2 separate regions of the Mus musculus genome follow, and region 1 is linked to region 2. A link is a contact called in public HiChIP or PLAC-seq data. All regions are on one chromosome and are shown on one strand. The core of a region is the stretch at or near the end of the contact, and the rest is flanking DNA. Distances in the headings are between cores, read along the strand shown.

Region 1 (6,826 bases), core at 455-2,954, 450 kb after region 2:
AATTCCAGTTCCAGAGGATATGATACACTTTTCTGGCCTAGGTAGGCACTGCATGCATCTGTATACAGGCAAGCAGAACACTGGTATATATAATCTTTAAAAGAAAGGCCACTATATTTAGTGACACACTTTGTTTGCTGGCATTGGGAAGATGGGACAGGAATATTTCTGGGGCTTACTGAGCAGTTTACCTAATCTAACTGGTGAGTCTCAAGTCTCAGTGAGAGACCCTGACTCATATTAATCCCTTAACTACACCAAGGGTTAAGCAATCAAAATGAGAAGTCTGTAAACCTGCACATAGCAGTGCAAAGGAGCCTGGATCAGGGGATGTATATCTGAAGTCTTGGACAGCTCATCACCTCAGCGTGTCATGTCCTTCACTCTAAAGGAGATAGGTGTCAACCGAAAGGACAGAATGGAAGTAAAAATGGCCATGCCTGTTTCAAGCAGGTCAGGAAAAAAGCAGATGAGGCTTTGAACACTGGGGACTTCTGAAATGGTGATATCATTGTGTATGAACTCAGGGTCAATGCTCCTCTTTATTGAATATTAATGGCTGGCAGCTATGCTAGACAATCCTTTGGGTCTCAGCTATATACACCTCCGTTATCTGTACGCTACATGATATCGCTGGGTAAGCTGCTGACTAGCACAGGTACTAAAAAGTCAACTTAGGATCACTGCGTCTGGGGCTGGGGGTTTGGAATCAAATCTCTTGTCCAAAGTCAGATTGCAGAAAGAGGACTGGAGGCTTTAGAGACCCAGGCGGTGGTGACCTTGACTTTTGGCCATGTTTGTGCATTTCGTGTAACCTGTTAGGGTGATGGACGTTCGTGGGAGGTGCCCAAACTTTGCCCAAAGCCGTGTTCCATCCTTGTTCAAGAACAGCGCAGTTAAAACTAGAGCTATTTTGGAGTAAGCGCAATGGGTGTCACACCCGACAGTGACCCCCGAGGATAGTGCTACGAACCACGCAGTAAGCACCGTGGTATCTGAGGCCGGCGAGGTGGCTGCAGGGGCATGGGTAAGGGTCTGGGGAGTGGGGAGTGGGAAGTGGGCAGGGCCCCGGGGCGGTGGCGGGGGGCGGCGGCCCCGGGGTCGCGGTGGCCCGGGCGGGGCCTTACCCGGACGTGCGGCCCCTCCACCAGCTTGAGGGCCTGCGCCTCCAGCAGATCGGCCCGCAGCTGCACCAAGAAGCGCACGCCGCCGTCCAGCTTGCTGATGTGATGGAAGAGGCCGCGATACCGCGGCACGAGCGCGTAGCGCAACCGGTCCTCCGCCTGCAGCAGCACGGCCGCCTCGCGCGCCTGCTGGCGCAGCTGCAGCACCCCGGCGCTCTGCTCGGCCACCTGGCCGTGGTCCACGCCGAAGCCCTGAGCCAGGCGGCCGAGCAGCTCGGCGCGCTGGGACGCCTCGGCCAGGCCGCCGTAGAAGCTCACGAAGTCGGCGCACTGGCCCTCGGCGGGCGCCGGCGTCTTCTCGCGCAGCTCGTAGGCCGGCGTCGGGGGCACGGCTCGCCGCAGCAGCTCGTCCATGGCGCTGGCCGCGAGCCCGCCGCACAGCCGACGTCCCCGGGGCCCCGGAGGCCGCGGCGGGGACCGCAGTGGGAGCAGGCGCCGAGCCCTCAAGCCTGGCCCGAGGCCTCGCATGACAGCTCCGCGACAGCTGCTAGCGGGAGACGCCACTGGAGAGCGGGCCTCTGCCTCGCTTCCGGCTCCGGCTTCCGGTTTCTCGCCGGCCCCATTGGCCGAGGCCGGACGGCGGACGGAGACATTGGCCAATCGGGGGGTAGAACGGCGGGGGAGGGGCGAGGTGGCTTTCTCAGGCCGGAGGCCAAGTGCAGCCAAAGGTCCCCGGAACCCGGTAGCCCCGGGGCACCTGACTCGCCCTCTTGGCTTGCATCCTTACACCTGTTCTGAGAGTCACCGCCTCAGTCCCTTTCCCCACTACGCACGCGCTTCTCTTGATCTGAGAGCTTGACATCTCAGCTCTTCCCGGGACCGTGCTATGCACGCAGCCTCCTGTGCTAGGGTTCGGATCTAGCGTAGGTGAGGAGCTGAGAAATTTAAGGTTGCATGCTGGACTAGGTCTCCTAGGAATGGGGATGGCTCATTTGATAAAGTGATTGAGAACTTGAGTTCATATCCAGAACCCATGGGAAAACGCTTGTAGTCCTAGCTCAGGGAGGTGGACAAGAGCCAGCCAGTCCAGATAACAAGGTAAGTCTAGGTCAGCCAGAGACCCTATCTCCAAACCAACCAAACAAAAAGTATGCGGGTAGCGCCATCACTCGAGGTGTCTTCTGGCTTCCAGAACCACACATGTACATACGTGCACCCCCACACGTGTGTACAAGGAAATGTATATGCACATGTACACACCAAGCATGTAATTCTCAGAGTAATTCTCTGACTTGACATTTTGACCCTGTCCCGACCCGCGGACAGTAGAACAGGGTCTCTCCCAACAGACCCTCCCTAGGTACTCTCTGGCTCATGTCAAGAATCCCACCCAGACAGAACTGCTGGAGACCCAGCCCATGCCTCCTGCTGCATCCTAGAGCTTCCGTCTGGTCATGCCGGAAATGGGTATAGGAAGAATCTCTTCCCTACCAGCTTCCTTGCTGGGCCTCATTCATTCATTCATTCATTCATTCTTTCAGTGAAATGATTTTCAATTGTTTGGTGAGTTCCAGGCCCACCCTAGGCTTGCATTTGAAATAGCCCTGCTCATTCTCCTTCAGTTTACCATCTGAGGGAGGGAGTCACATTAAAATAACTGCAAAAAGGAATCAGACTGGTAGAGTAGGCTCTGTATGGATTCAGCTTGATATGATGACAGTCATCTTGGATCCAGACTGTTGTGACTGTCCTAGAGAAACCACAGTTCATTTTTTGGTGCATGGTTTCTCTTCAAACTATCGATAGACCAAATCCCAAGAATGACGTCTGGGACCTTACAACCGGATCCAGGCTCCAACCTGTACCTGGCTCTTTGATAAGAACTTAAGATGGACCACGTGCCTTCCAGCTAGGGGGAAAGTCACTTTATCCTAACTCGAGTCTGTGACTCTCTTTCTGACCCATGTGGTAGGATCCAGTTTGGCTTTGCTGTCTACCAAGACTATACATTTGAGTAAGTTCTCCAATAAACTGTACCCTTCCATTCTTCATCTGCCTCTGTCTTTAGTACCACAGCACCTCAGGCCTGCCCGTGGATGCTGGGACCTGCCCTTTTGGAAGAGTTTGCCATAGTGGGTAGGATATCCAGGAACAGCCTATCATGCGAGAGCAGACACTGGTTATGGACCATGAACAATGCAAGCCACCAGGTCTATTCTTCTAGCTCAAACACATGACTTATAACTCTCCTGCCAGCCGGGTGTGATGGCGCACACCTTTAATCCCAGCACTTGGGAGGCAGAGGCAGGTGGATTTCTGAGTTCAGGCCAGCCTGGTCTACAGAGTGGGTTCCAGGACAGCTGGGACTACACAGAGAAACCCTGTCTCGGAAAAACAAAAATACCCCCAAAACTCTCCTGCCCTGCCCTCCACTGCAGTATCCAAATGTCACCGATTTCAGCCTCTATCTGGCCCACTGCTTCTGTGGCTCCTGTCACACCTCACTAGGATCCACACAGCACTTTTTACACACTCAGGCGTGCTCCCTCGAGCCTACTCTCCACTCTTCCTGCTGAGTGTGTCCCCCCCCCCCACGTTCCTTTATGCATACACGCTGTTCACTTGTTCAGCAGCCGGGCACTCTAGTCTAACACACAGAGCTAGCTTCCAAGTTCTCTCTCTCTCTCCAGCCCATCCAGTCTGTCTGTCTGTCTGTCTGTCTGTCTCTCTCTCTCTCTCTCTCCCTTCCTTTGCATTTTGATGCCTCCAAAGCAGAAAGTGTGAGGAGCGGGTGTGGCAGCAGTCCCAAGATGGCACCCGGGGACTGCAGCTAAGTCTTATGACTTGCACCTGACTTCCTCATACACCTGAAAATAAGCCACGACCATCGTGAGAGCTGCACAGGTGCACCATGATGCTGGCAGTGGAAAAAAGTCCATATTTGGTGGAAACATGCCCCTGCCACCCTGATTGGCTGAAGTTGCGTGCCTGGTGAGGTGGCATGGCCTGCCATGAGTGGTTGGGGGCTGAGAGTATATAAGCAGACCTCCCTGGGCTCCCGGGGTCCCCGTAGCAGCATCGAGGAGTTCCTGCAATAAAGGCTGTTGAGAAGAATCCGACAGTGTTGTGTCTTCCTTGCCGGCCGCGGTGGGCGCGACAAGAGAGAATTTGACTATCAGTTTTTTTTTTAAAACAACTTTTTTTTTTTTTTAAGATTTATTTATTTATTATATGTAAGTACACTGTAGCTGTCCTCAGACACTCCAGAAGAGGGCGTCAGATCTTGTTACAGATGGTTGTGAGCCACCATGTGGTTGCTGGGATTTGAACTCTGGACCTTCGGAAGAGCAGTCGGGTGCTCTTACCCACTGAGCCATCTCACCAGCCCGACTATCAGTTTTTAAAAAGACCTTAGGGGGCTGGAGAGATGGCTCAGCAGTTAAGAGCACTGACTGCTCTTCCGAAGGTCCTGAGTTCTAATCCCAGCAACCACATGGTGACTCACAACCATCTGTAATGGGATCTGATGCCCTCTTCTGGTGCATCTGAAGACAGCTACAGTGTACTTACATATAATAAATAAATAAATCTTAAAAAAAAAAAGGAAAGTACTTTAAAACAGGGGGTGGTGCCTTCTGTTCTGCAGTCACAGTTGTCAGTAACTTACTTGAGCAGCCATGAAGAGACAAATGCACAAAGCAGTTGAGCCCTTTCTGTATTTACACACACGAAGCACCTACATGTACGTACATACGTGAACCACTTCAGCATGTGCTAGATGCGAGCCTCCTACAGTTCTTGCACATTTAATGTTACGATAACCTTTCACAGTGAGGCCTGTTATGTTGTGTTCCAATGGGATGGAGACTGGAACACAAGCCCAGAGAGAAACGGGGACTTTCCCGAGTGCTCCCAGTGGGTGAACAGATACAGTCAGAATCCCTAGACAACACTGAGACTGCAGTTTGTGTTAGAACTTGAACCAGGGCCTGCCTCACCCAGCCAGGACTTCATCTGTCCCATGGCTCTCCATGCTGAGTATTTGCTTGTATGCGAGGTTTGTATACACTGTTGAGGGAAACACAGAGAGTGTTTTAGTTAGGGTTTTACTGCTGTGAAGAGACACCATGACCATGGCAACTCTTGTATGGACAAAATTTAATTGGGGCTGGCTTACAGGTTCAGAGGTTCAGTCTATTATCAGCAAGATGGGAACATGGCAGCTTCCAGGCAGGCATGGTGCAGGAGGAGCTGAGAGTTCTACATCTTCATATGAAGACCCCTAGGAGAAGACTGGCTTCCACATGGTTAAGAGGAGGGTCTTAAAGCCCATACCCACAATGACACACTTCCTTCAACAAGGTCACACCTCCAAATAGTGCTACTCCCTGGGCCAAGCCTATTTAAACTACCACATTTCACTCCCTGTCCCCCATAGGCTTGTTCAAACACATGAGTTTATGGGGGCCATACATAGCCATAGCATAATAAAAAGAATACATTAATCCAACTTCCAAAGTTCCCACATAGTCTATAGTAGTCTCAACGATGTTAAAAGTCTAAAGTTCAAAGTTTCTTTTGAGATCCATCCAATCACTGAACTGTAATCCCCAAAGCAAGACAGGAAATCAGTGGGGCAAACTCCAAACTCTGCATCTCCACAGCTGATGTCAAAGCGGTCTTCAGATCTCCAACTCCTTTTTCATCTTTGTTGATTGCAACAAACTTCTTTCTCCTGGGCTGGCTCCACTCCCTGTGAGCAGTTTTTCTTGGTAGGTATCCCACAGCCCTGGCATCTTTAACATCTTGGGGTCTCCAAGTGAACTTCAACTTCACAGTTTCTTGTTCTAATGTCTGGGACCCACACCTGGTCTTCTGGGCTCCTCTGAAGGGCTGGCGTCACTTCTCCAGCTCTGCCCTCTGTAGCACTCTAGGCTCTGGTTGACTCCACTCCACTGCTGCTGCTCTTCTTGGGGTCTTGATCCCATGGTACTGGGTTCTGGCATCTCCAATACACTGGGGTCTTCTGCTGCAACTAGACTTCATCAGTAGCCTCTCATAGGCCCTCTTCATGGTGCCAAGCCCCAACTTCTTTGCATGACCCCTTCAGTCCTGGGCCATTAATTTCAACCAAGGCTGCACCTTCACCAATGCCCTACCCTGGGCTCTCTAACTAGACTAAATGCTCGCTGATACCTTCTAAAAGACTCTAGAAACTTTCTTGCATATTCTATAGTTTTAAAATGCTGGCATCTTTCTCTTTAACTCTGTGCATTATTAAACATTATAACCATCTGCCCTTTATTTAACTCTTTATGCTTAATTCTTACTGTTCTGTGCTAAGAACTCCACTCTCTTTCTTCCGGTTCTGTGCTCCATTAAGCACTAAAAACTTTTTCTTAAGTCTTTATTACTTGTGTTTTAATGGGTGCTAATATCTGGCAATTAACACCTACTGTTCAGCAGCAGGGAATTAAGTGAGAAGATTTGCTGGTGCTTCTTTCTCTGGTGAACCAGCCAGAAGCCTCTCTGGCTAAGCCAGTTAACTCTTTGTAAACCAGAGAGGAATGAAATGAAAAGAACTAAGATGATTTAAACAGGCAAATATGCACAGACACATACACATTCAAACATTCCTACACTCTGGCCGGACCTGACCGTCTGCCAAAATCAACTCCACAAGTATTCATACATGTTTACAT
Region 2 (7,733 bases), core at 3,933-6,432:
AAGTTAAGCACAATTTTCTAATATTTTTACTCATGTTCTGTTCTCAGTGCAGCCAAATGTTTGTACTGCTTTCAAAGTTCCTATTATTTTCTAAAACCAAACCAAACCAAAAAAAACCCCCATATCTTCTGCTCAGGTCTGACCATCCTGCAGCTGGCTGAGCCCCCAATATCATAGCATCCTAGGAGTCATCTCACCATGCCCCTCTTTAGATGTTATGATAATGTGCCGGCAGCAGGTGGGACTCTGCCACGTCGGATTCTACTAGATCTATGTAAAGGATTCCTCAAAGACAGGCTTCAAAGCAAATGGCAAGGAGACTTCCCACAGCTGCATAAAATCTGCGAAAAAGGAATATGGTCCTTGCCTGAAGTGTAGAGAGCTGTATCTTCAAAGTGAAGCCATGTGGGCACCTGCTACAGGGGTTGAAATCAACCTCATTTCAAAAGAAAAACTAAACAAAACAAAAACAAAACACCTGTCTTGTTCATGGTTGGTGATGCCAATAAATGGACATATGGTTTCCTCTCCAAAAAAAAAAAAGAAATTACACTTTAAAAAAATTTTGTGTGTGTGTGGGAGGAGGGGCACATTTCAGGGAGAACACAAATTATTTATTTTATTTCAAAGTTATCTGAAATGGGCCTGCCAGATGGCTCAGCCAGTAAGGGGGCTTGCTGCCAAGCCTGAAGACCTGAGTTTGATCCCCAGGACCCACACGGTGGAAGAAGAGATCTGACTCCCACAGTTGTCCTCTGACCTCCACATATGCACCCTGGAGCATGCCCACGTGCCTTCCACCCATGCACCCATAAAATAAACATGTCAAATGTCATGAAAAGACTCTGAGGTAGGCTTGGGGCTGACGCCTGCCCAGCCCTTACCAATACGCAACCTTAACCTTTGTGCAACCCTTGGGCTTCCACCCTGGGCTTCGTCGGAGTGGAACATAAGTAACATTGCCAACAGCCAAGAGCCCCAAGACTGTACTTTCAGTTCCCACTTAGGCAGCTTAATCCTTCCGACATTCCTGAGAGCCTCTTTGTAAAGCGTTGACAATTGGTGAGATCAGCTCAGGTTATAAATAGCCCTGCCTATAAATATCTCTTCCCAGGGAGGCACCTGTCTCCAGGTGCAGCATTTGCCTGGGGAGGGAGAGTCGGGTGTATGCTATGCCAAGGTGGGGCTGGGGGGGGGGGAGTCGGGTGTATGCTTTGCCGAGGGAGGGAGAATTGGATGTATGCTATGCCGGGGGTGGGGGTGGGGTGAGGGGGGGTGTTGGGGAAGTCGGGTGTGTGCTATGCGACCTGGCAGGTCAGCAGAGGAGAAACTTTTTTTCTTTCAATTTTTAGCTTCAAGGAAAATGAGTCTGTCAGGTTTCTGCAGGGGTGCAAATACAGCAGTGGATTACAATGGATGTTGCTGGTTTGTTTTTAAAGTTTTGTTTGTTTGTTTTATTTATGTATGAGTGTGTGTGTCTACATGAGTTTGTGAATACCATGTGTGCAGATGTCTCTAGACGCCAGAGGGGGGCCGGAAACCCTAACACTGGAGTTACAAAGGATTGCTTACCGTAAAATGGGTGCTGGGGATTGTACAGGGATCCTCTGAAAGAACAACCAGTGCTCTTAACCACTGAGCCATCTCTCCAGCCCTTGGTTCTTGTTTTTGTCTCGAGACAGAGTCTCAGGTAGCCCAGGCTGGCCTTAAACTGGCTGTGTAGCCAAGGATGACCCTGGACTCCTGATCCTCCATTCTCTGCCTCTTGGGGACTAGATTTTTGAGCCTGATTTTTGTCAGAAGATCTTACTCTGTAGCTCTCTGGCTGTCCTGGAACTTATTCTGTAGATTCAGCTGACCTGAAATATATGTCTCCTGCCTCTTTTTCTGGGGTCCTGTGGTTACAGGTGCAGGTCACCACACCCAGCCAGATTACTTTGTGTGTTGTGAAATTCTATGGATTCCAACTGAGGTCAAGGATTAGAGCCCAGCACATCTTGTATGTAGTTGTTTTATTGATGTTTCCTTAGCTGAGCAGACAGATGGGGTTTGTACTAATTAGAATTACGGTTCCCTGGCAAACAAACCTTTTACATGTTCATCCCAGTAGAGGGCGCCCTCAGCAAGGAGCAGAAAGAACAGTTGCCGCCCCAGGGAGTTAATTCCGTTTACTCACTTAGGTGATTGACACCATGGTGCCTAGAAGGTAGAGCTAGAAGCTGTAAGGTTGACTTCATTTTATTGATAGTAATTCCTTCCTTCCTTCCTTCCTTCCTTCCTTCCTTCCTTCCTTCCTTCCTTTTTTTCTTCCTTCCTTTCCTTTGTTTTTGAGGTAGGCAGGATTTTGCTATGTAGGTTTAGCCAACCTTGGCTGGCCTACAATTCAGAGATCAGTCTGCCTTCTCTGTCTTGGGATTAAAGTCTATGTACCACCATTCTTGGGTCTTTGGTAGTAATGTCTTAAGAATAAACAATATATTTGCTAGGCAGTGGTGGTGCACGCCTTTAATCCCAGCGCTTGGGAGGCAGAGGCAGGTGGATTTCTGAGTTTGAGGCCAGCCTGGTCTACAGAGTGAGTTCTAGGACAGCCAGGGCTACACAGAGAAACACTGTCTTAAAAACAAAAACAAAAACAAAAACAAAACAAAACCCCCCAAACCAAACCAAACCAACTAATCAAGGAAACAAGCAACAGGGGCTGGAGAGATGGTTCAGTGGTTAAAGCCCTTGCTGCTTTTCAAGAGGACCCAAGTTCAGTTCTCGGTACCCAGGTCAGGCAGCTCACAGTCCCCGGCAACTTCAGTTCCAGGGGGTCTGATGCCCTTCTCTGGAACCTTTTCATGTCTCTAAGGTCATCTGAAGGCCTGGCCTGGTGGCACACACCTGTACTCCCTGCATTTGGGAGGTGGAGGCTGGACCAACAGTTCAGGGTTATTCTCTGCTTCATAGTAAATTGGAAGCCTGCTTGGGCTACATGAGACCCTTTCTCAAAAAACAAACAAACAAACAAACAAACACAAAAACAAAACACACACACACACACACACACACACACACACACACACGAAGGGGAAAATAACCTAATCATCAAGGTGTTTGCCATGGAAGCATGAGGTCCTGATCTGAACCCCTGAACTCACATTTAAGAAATAATGCCACACAGTGGCTCTGCTTATTATAATCCCTGCACTGGGGAGGTTGGAGAGCAGTTGCAGCCCTGGGGTTGAATGGCCTGCCAGACTTGGTAAGCTCCAGGCCAGTGAGAGACCCTGACTGACAAGACAAGACAAGGTGAAAAGCATCTGAGGTCCTCTGCTTCACAAGGTCATAAGGGAGGGACACACACAGATAGCCACTGAACCTGGCCGGTCACACATGTCTTTGCGATTTGAGTGGAAAAAAGTTTTCATGGGGTTTTGTTTTTGTTTGTTTTTTTTTTTTTTTTCATTTTGAGGAAAGTAGTATTTTTTTCTTGGCAGCTTTGCCCCAATTGTGTGTGTGTGTGTGTGTGTAGTTTGTATTGAGATAATTTCATGTAGCACAGGCTGGCTTCAGTTATCTATGCATCTCAGGATGACCCTGAATTTCTTGATTCTCTTGCAGACAGCTCCCAAGTACTAGGATAATGGGTGTCTATCACTATGCTTCTTATTTATTCGAATATATGTATGTGGGGTGTGTGTGTATGCATGTGTATGTGTACACATGTGTGTGTATGTGTGCATGTATAAAAGAGTGTGGTTATATGTGTGTATTAAAGATTGTAGTGTGTGTGTATGCATGTGTGTGTGTGTGTGTGTGTGTGTGTGTGTGTGCGTGTGCAGATGCCTACAGAGGTTAGAGGAGGACATCAGATTCCCCTGGAGCTGTAATTACAGACATGGGTACTGAGAAAGAATCTAAAGTCCTCTAGCAGAGGATAAACCATCTCTCCTAATCTGAGACAGGGTCTTATTTTGTAGCCCAGGCAGGCCTGGAAACCAGTATGCAGCCCAGCCTGGTTGTCAATGTATAACCCTTCTTTTTTAACCTCTTGAGTTCTGAGCTGCCTGGTGAGGTACTGTGTCAAGACTTTTTCTTTTTTTTTTTTAAGGTGAGGTACTGAGAGAGAGAACCTGGGACCTCACAGATGCTGGCTCTTTGGGCCACACCTTCAGGCCTAAGGGTTTTCCTATCCCTTATACATGTTCCAGATCTTTTCAGTTTCTGTCTATGATCCGTTTTAGTCAATAGCAAACCAACAGTGACCTCTTTTGATGCCCGCCCTGGTTTCTGTACATCATTTCAGTTAAGGCTGAAGGCACCTGCTGAGGCTCCCTGAGGCTCGTCTTACCACGGGGAGAGAGCAGTCCTCTTGATAAGGTTTCAGAGCTTGCCCTATGGCTCGGGGCTGAGAATTACAAGCAGTTCTAGAGCTGGGCCTCCAGGGCCAGCCTTTCACCTGCCGGTAGGACAGATGGTAGAGGAGTAGTGAATGAATGACCCAGTAAGGGGGTTAAGGATGCCGCCCCATCCCGCCCCAGCACCCCACGTGACTGCAGATAGCCAGGCTACAAAGTCAACAGTGATTCTCTTTCCAAATGAAATGCTTCCTTCTTTCCACTTCTTCCCTTTCCAAATCCAAAGAGCAAACAAACACTGGGTTAGGGGCGCCAGCCTTGGCCAGCCTGGCTCATCTGAGTGCTGACTTAAGTTATTCTTCTGAAGGAGGGGGAGGGGTGGAGAGCTCTGCAGCCCAGCTCACTGGTAGAGGGAACGAGGGAGGAAGAGAGAATAAGAAGATTCGAGGGAAGATGCAGAGGAGAAGGAGGAAGGAGGCCTTAGGGAGGAGGGAAAAGGGGCTTGGGGTGGGATAAATAGGAGAGATGAGAAGGCGAACAAGGTAGAGGCTGAAAGAAGAGGAGAACAACGGCGTAAGGGAAGGAGAGGAATGGAGGGAAGGAGAGAGGGAAGGAGGAAGGAGAGCGAGATCGGAGAACACAGAAGGTGGTGGAAGAAGCGAGGGGCTGGGGCCCACGGAGTGGGGAGGGAAGAAGGCGGAGGAAGGGAAGACGAGGAGGAAGGGCCCCCCTCCAGCCCTCCGCGGAGTTGCGCAATCCGCACAGACTGGGATTGGCCGCCGGATGTGCGAGACGCCCCGCCCCCGCCTCGCCTGACCAATGGGAGCGAAGGGGCGTGGCTTTCACGGGAGTGGAGTCCCCGCGCGCGCTCTGGCTCTGCAGTAACCGCGGGCCTCTCTCCGAGGACCTTAGCTTGCTGTTGCGAGCGGCCACCTCCCCTGCCCACTCTCGGAGCCCGCTCGACTCTCGTAGCGGATCAGGGACGCGTTCACTGGTTCCGGCAGTGTCCTCGCGGCGGCCATGGCCACGAAGATCGACAAGGAGGCGTGTCGCGCGGCGTACAACTTAGTGCGGGACGACGGCTCGGCGGTCATCTGGTGAGCAACGCCGCGGGGCCGGGGAAGCCAGTAGTGACCTGCTTCGTGCCGCTCGCCGCCGCCGCTCACCTATGTTTCTTTTCTTCCTCCAACCCAAAGGGTGACTTTCAGATACGACGGCGCCACCATTGTCCCCGGCGATCAGGGAGCAGATTACCAGCACTTCATCCAGCAGTGCACAGGTAGGGCGACCCTCATGAGACCTTTTGAAAGAGGGTGGGCACCCTGGGCAGCGAGCTGCTGGGCGTCCAAGCAGCAGCAGATCTGGGCTGGGGCTTTGTTTGTTTGTTTGTTTTGGTTTTGTCTTTGTGTTTTTGGAGATAGGGGCTCACTATATATCCAGGGTGACCTCCAACTGGCCATCCTCTTGCCCCAAGCGTCTAGTACTGGTAGGGTGGGTGTGCACAGCCATGCAAAGCTCTGATCTGAGCTTTCCAAAGTCCCGAGTGTATCCCTCCCCCACCCTGCCCCCAACCCCTGTGGACATCACCATCAAGTGACCCGAGGAGATTCCTCCCCCGGTAGTGTCAGTCGGCTTCTTCCGCTCCCGCACCCTGTGGTCCACTGGGTTTCCAGGTCAGAAGGGGCAGTTCAAACTCCACCCTCTCTGATTGGTCAGTGAACAATAAACGCCGAAGCCCCTGGGGGCTGCAAGCTAAAGGCAGAACCCAGGGCCCCACCCTCCTTTCTCCCTTCCATCTTTGTCCCTATCTGCTTCTGTACAAGCCTTTAATTTGAAGAGTACAGAAACACGCACCAAGAATGTGTATCCGATGTTGCTATACCAGGCCTGGATAAAGAGAAGCTGACTTGCGAGGTCCCAGCGGCCAGTTTCCTTTGGAGCGAATGGCCACTGGCTGGGGTGGGGCATGGAGAGCTGAGATTGCTCCATGGTTTGGTGTGGAGGAATCAAGCAGATGTGTGACCTTACTAAAAGCATCCCAGGGAACCCTAAGGTTTGTGTGTGTTAAGCTTCCCTGGGACATGTGGACCATGAAAGAACACAGGGCCTGAATGGCCACAGCTCCCGTAGAACAGCTCAACACCATTGGTAAAGAGATCTCTAAAGGAGCTGGTGTGCAGAGCAGCTCAGCATATTCTGGAAACAGAGGCAGGGGGATGGAGAATTGGAGGCCAGCCTAGGCTGGGCATCCCCCGTGCCTTCCGGAAAAAGAGCCTTTAAAGAGATTGGAAGTAAGAGACCCCGGGGCCTAGTGTCTCCTTAGCTTTGGAACCTAATGTCAAACAAAAGCAGGCCACCTAGGAGCTAGGGTGTGGACTCCTGGGAATGGCTGTGGGTTAGAATCCCTCTTGGGCTGCTTTCCAGCTGAGTGGGGTGGGGCCAGGTCCCTGGGGGTAGGGGTGGGGGTCACAGTTCCTCACCTGATCTCTTGTAGTGCTGCTGTGAGATTGACTGATCCCAAGTGTGTGTAAGTGTTCAGGACAGTGCTGGTCAGTCATTGGTGACAAGCAGACCAAAAAAAAATTTAAAAGCCAGGGTCATGTGACTTAACTGCTTTCTTTCTTCTTTTTTTTTTCTTTCCTCTTTTCTTTCTTCTCCCCCCCCCCTCCGCCCCCAATACTGGGTACGGAACACAGAGCATTGAATAGGCTGGCCACATGCTCTACCACTGAGGTACATCTCAGCCTTCTTAAAAAGAAAGCCATTTTAATTTGAGACAAGTTCACACTCCTTGAACCTGCGATCTTCCTGCTTCTGCTTCCTGTTTTCTTTAATTGCTTTCTGGCCTCAAACTTGGCTGTGTAGCTAAGCCTGGCCGGAAACTCCCCGATCCTCCTGCCTCTGCCTCCAAAATGCTAGGATCATAGGCTTGCATCACCTTGCCCGGTGGCATAACTTTCTTAATTGAATCATCTTTTGCATTTAGTTCGTCTCAAAGGGCATTCACTTTGTGCTGTGTGGTACTAAGATTAGTGTGAGATTGTGTGTCTGCGTGTAAGCATTCTCCTGGCTAAAATGTCTCCTGGGAGTTGCTGCTAGACTCTGTATTCATTGCTTTTGTAAATAATTCACTTAAAACAACATCGCTGTAAAGGGCGATACCGCGGAGTCAGCGCGCAGGATCTCAGCTGCTCCGACTGCAGCAAATGCTTCCAACGTGGGACAAGTGCAGACTCAACTTTCCCAAAGTTGGCGCACCATCAGGAGGATTGTCCCCAGAGTCTCTGGGGCTGGGTGCCGCAGGTCCGCTTCCATCCTCACCGGGAGCCCACCCCCAGCTCTCCTGCCTCTGTGACTATTTACTCCACTAAGCTGGAGAAGGTGACAGAACTG

What was found. HiChIP or PLAC-seq counts read pairs in DNA pulled down with a chosen protein or histone mark.
Region 1: a contact with region 2 is called in a FOXA1 HiChIP or PLAC-seq map of pancreatic cancer cells. The contact joins the promoter of Mlycd here to the promoter of Cotl1 in region 2. A contact is called at or near these places in 5 of 39 promoter capture datasets (cranial neural crest, embryonic stem cells, hippocampal neurons and 2 more), 2 of 115 datasets of contacts at active chromatin or transcription factors (embryonic stem cells and pancreatic cancer cells) and 2 of 9 other capture datasets (adipose tissue and embryonic stem cells).

Annotation. Positions count from the first base shown.
Region 1 is chr8:119,389,772-119,396,597 of GRCm38.p6, reverse strand. It overlaps Mlycd (malonyl-CoA decarboxylase), which reads right to left and starts at 1,704. Exons shown (of 5, transcript NM_019966.3): 1 at 1,128-1,704. The coding sequence starts at 1,652.
Region 2 is chr8:119,838,028-119,845,760 of GRCm38.p6, reverse strand. Cotl1 (coactosin-like 1 (Dictyostelium)) reads left to right here and starts at 5,182. Exons shown (of 4, transcript NM_028071.3): 1 at 5,182-5,437; 2 at 5,537-5,619. The coding sequence starts at 5,361.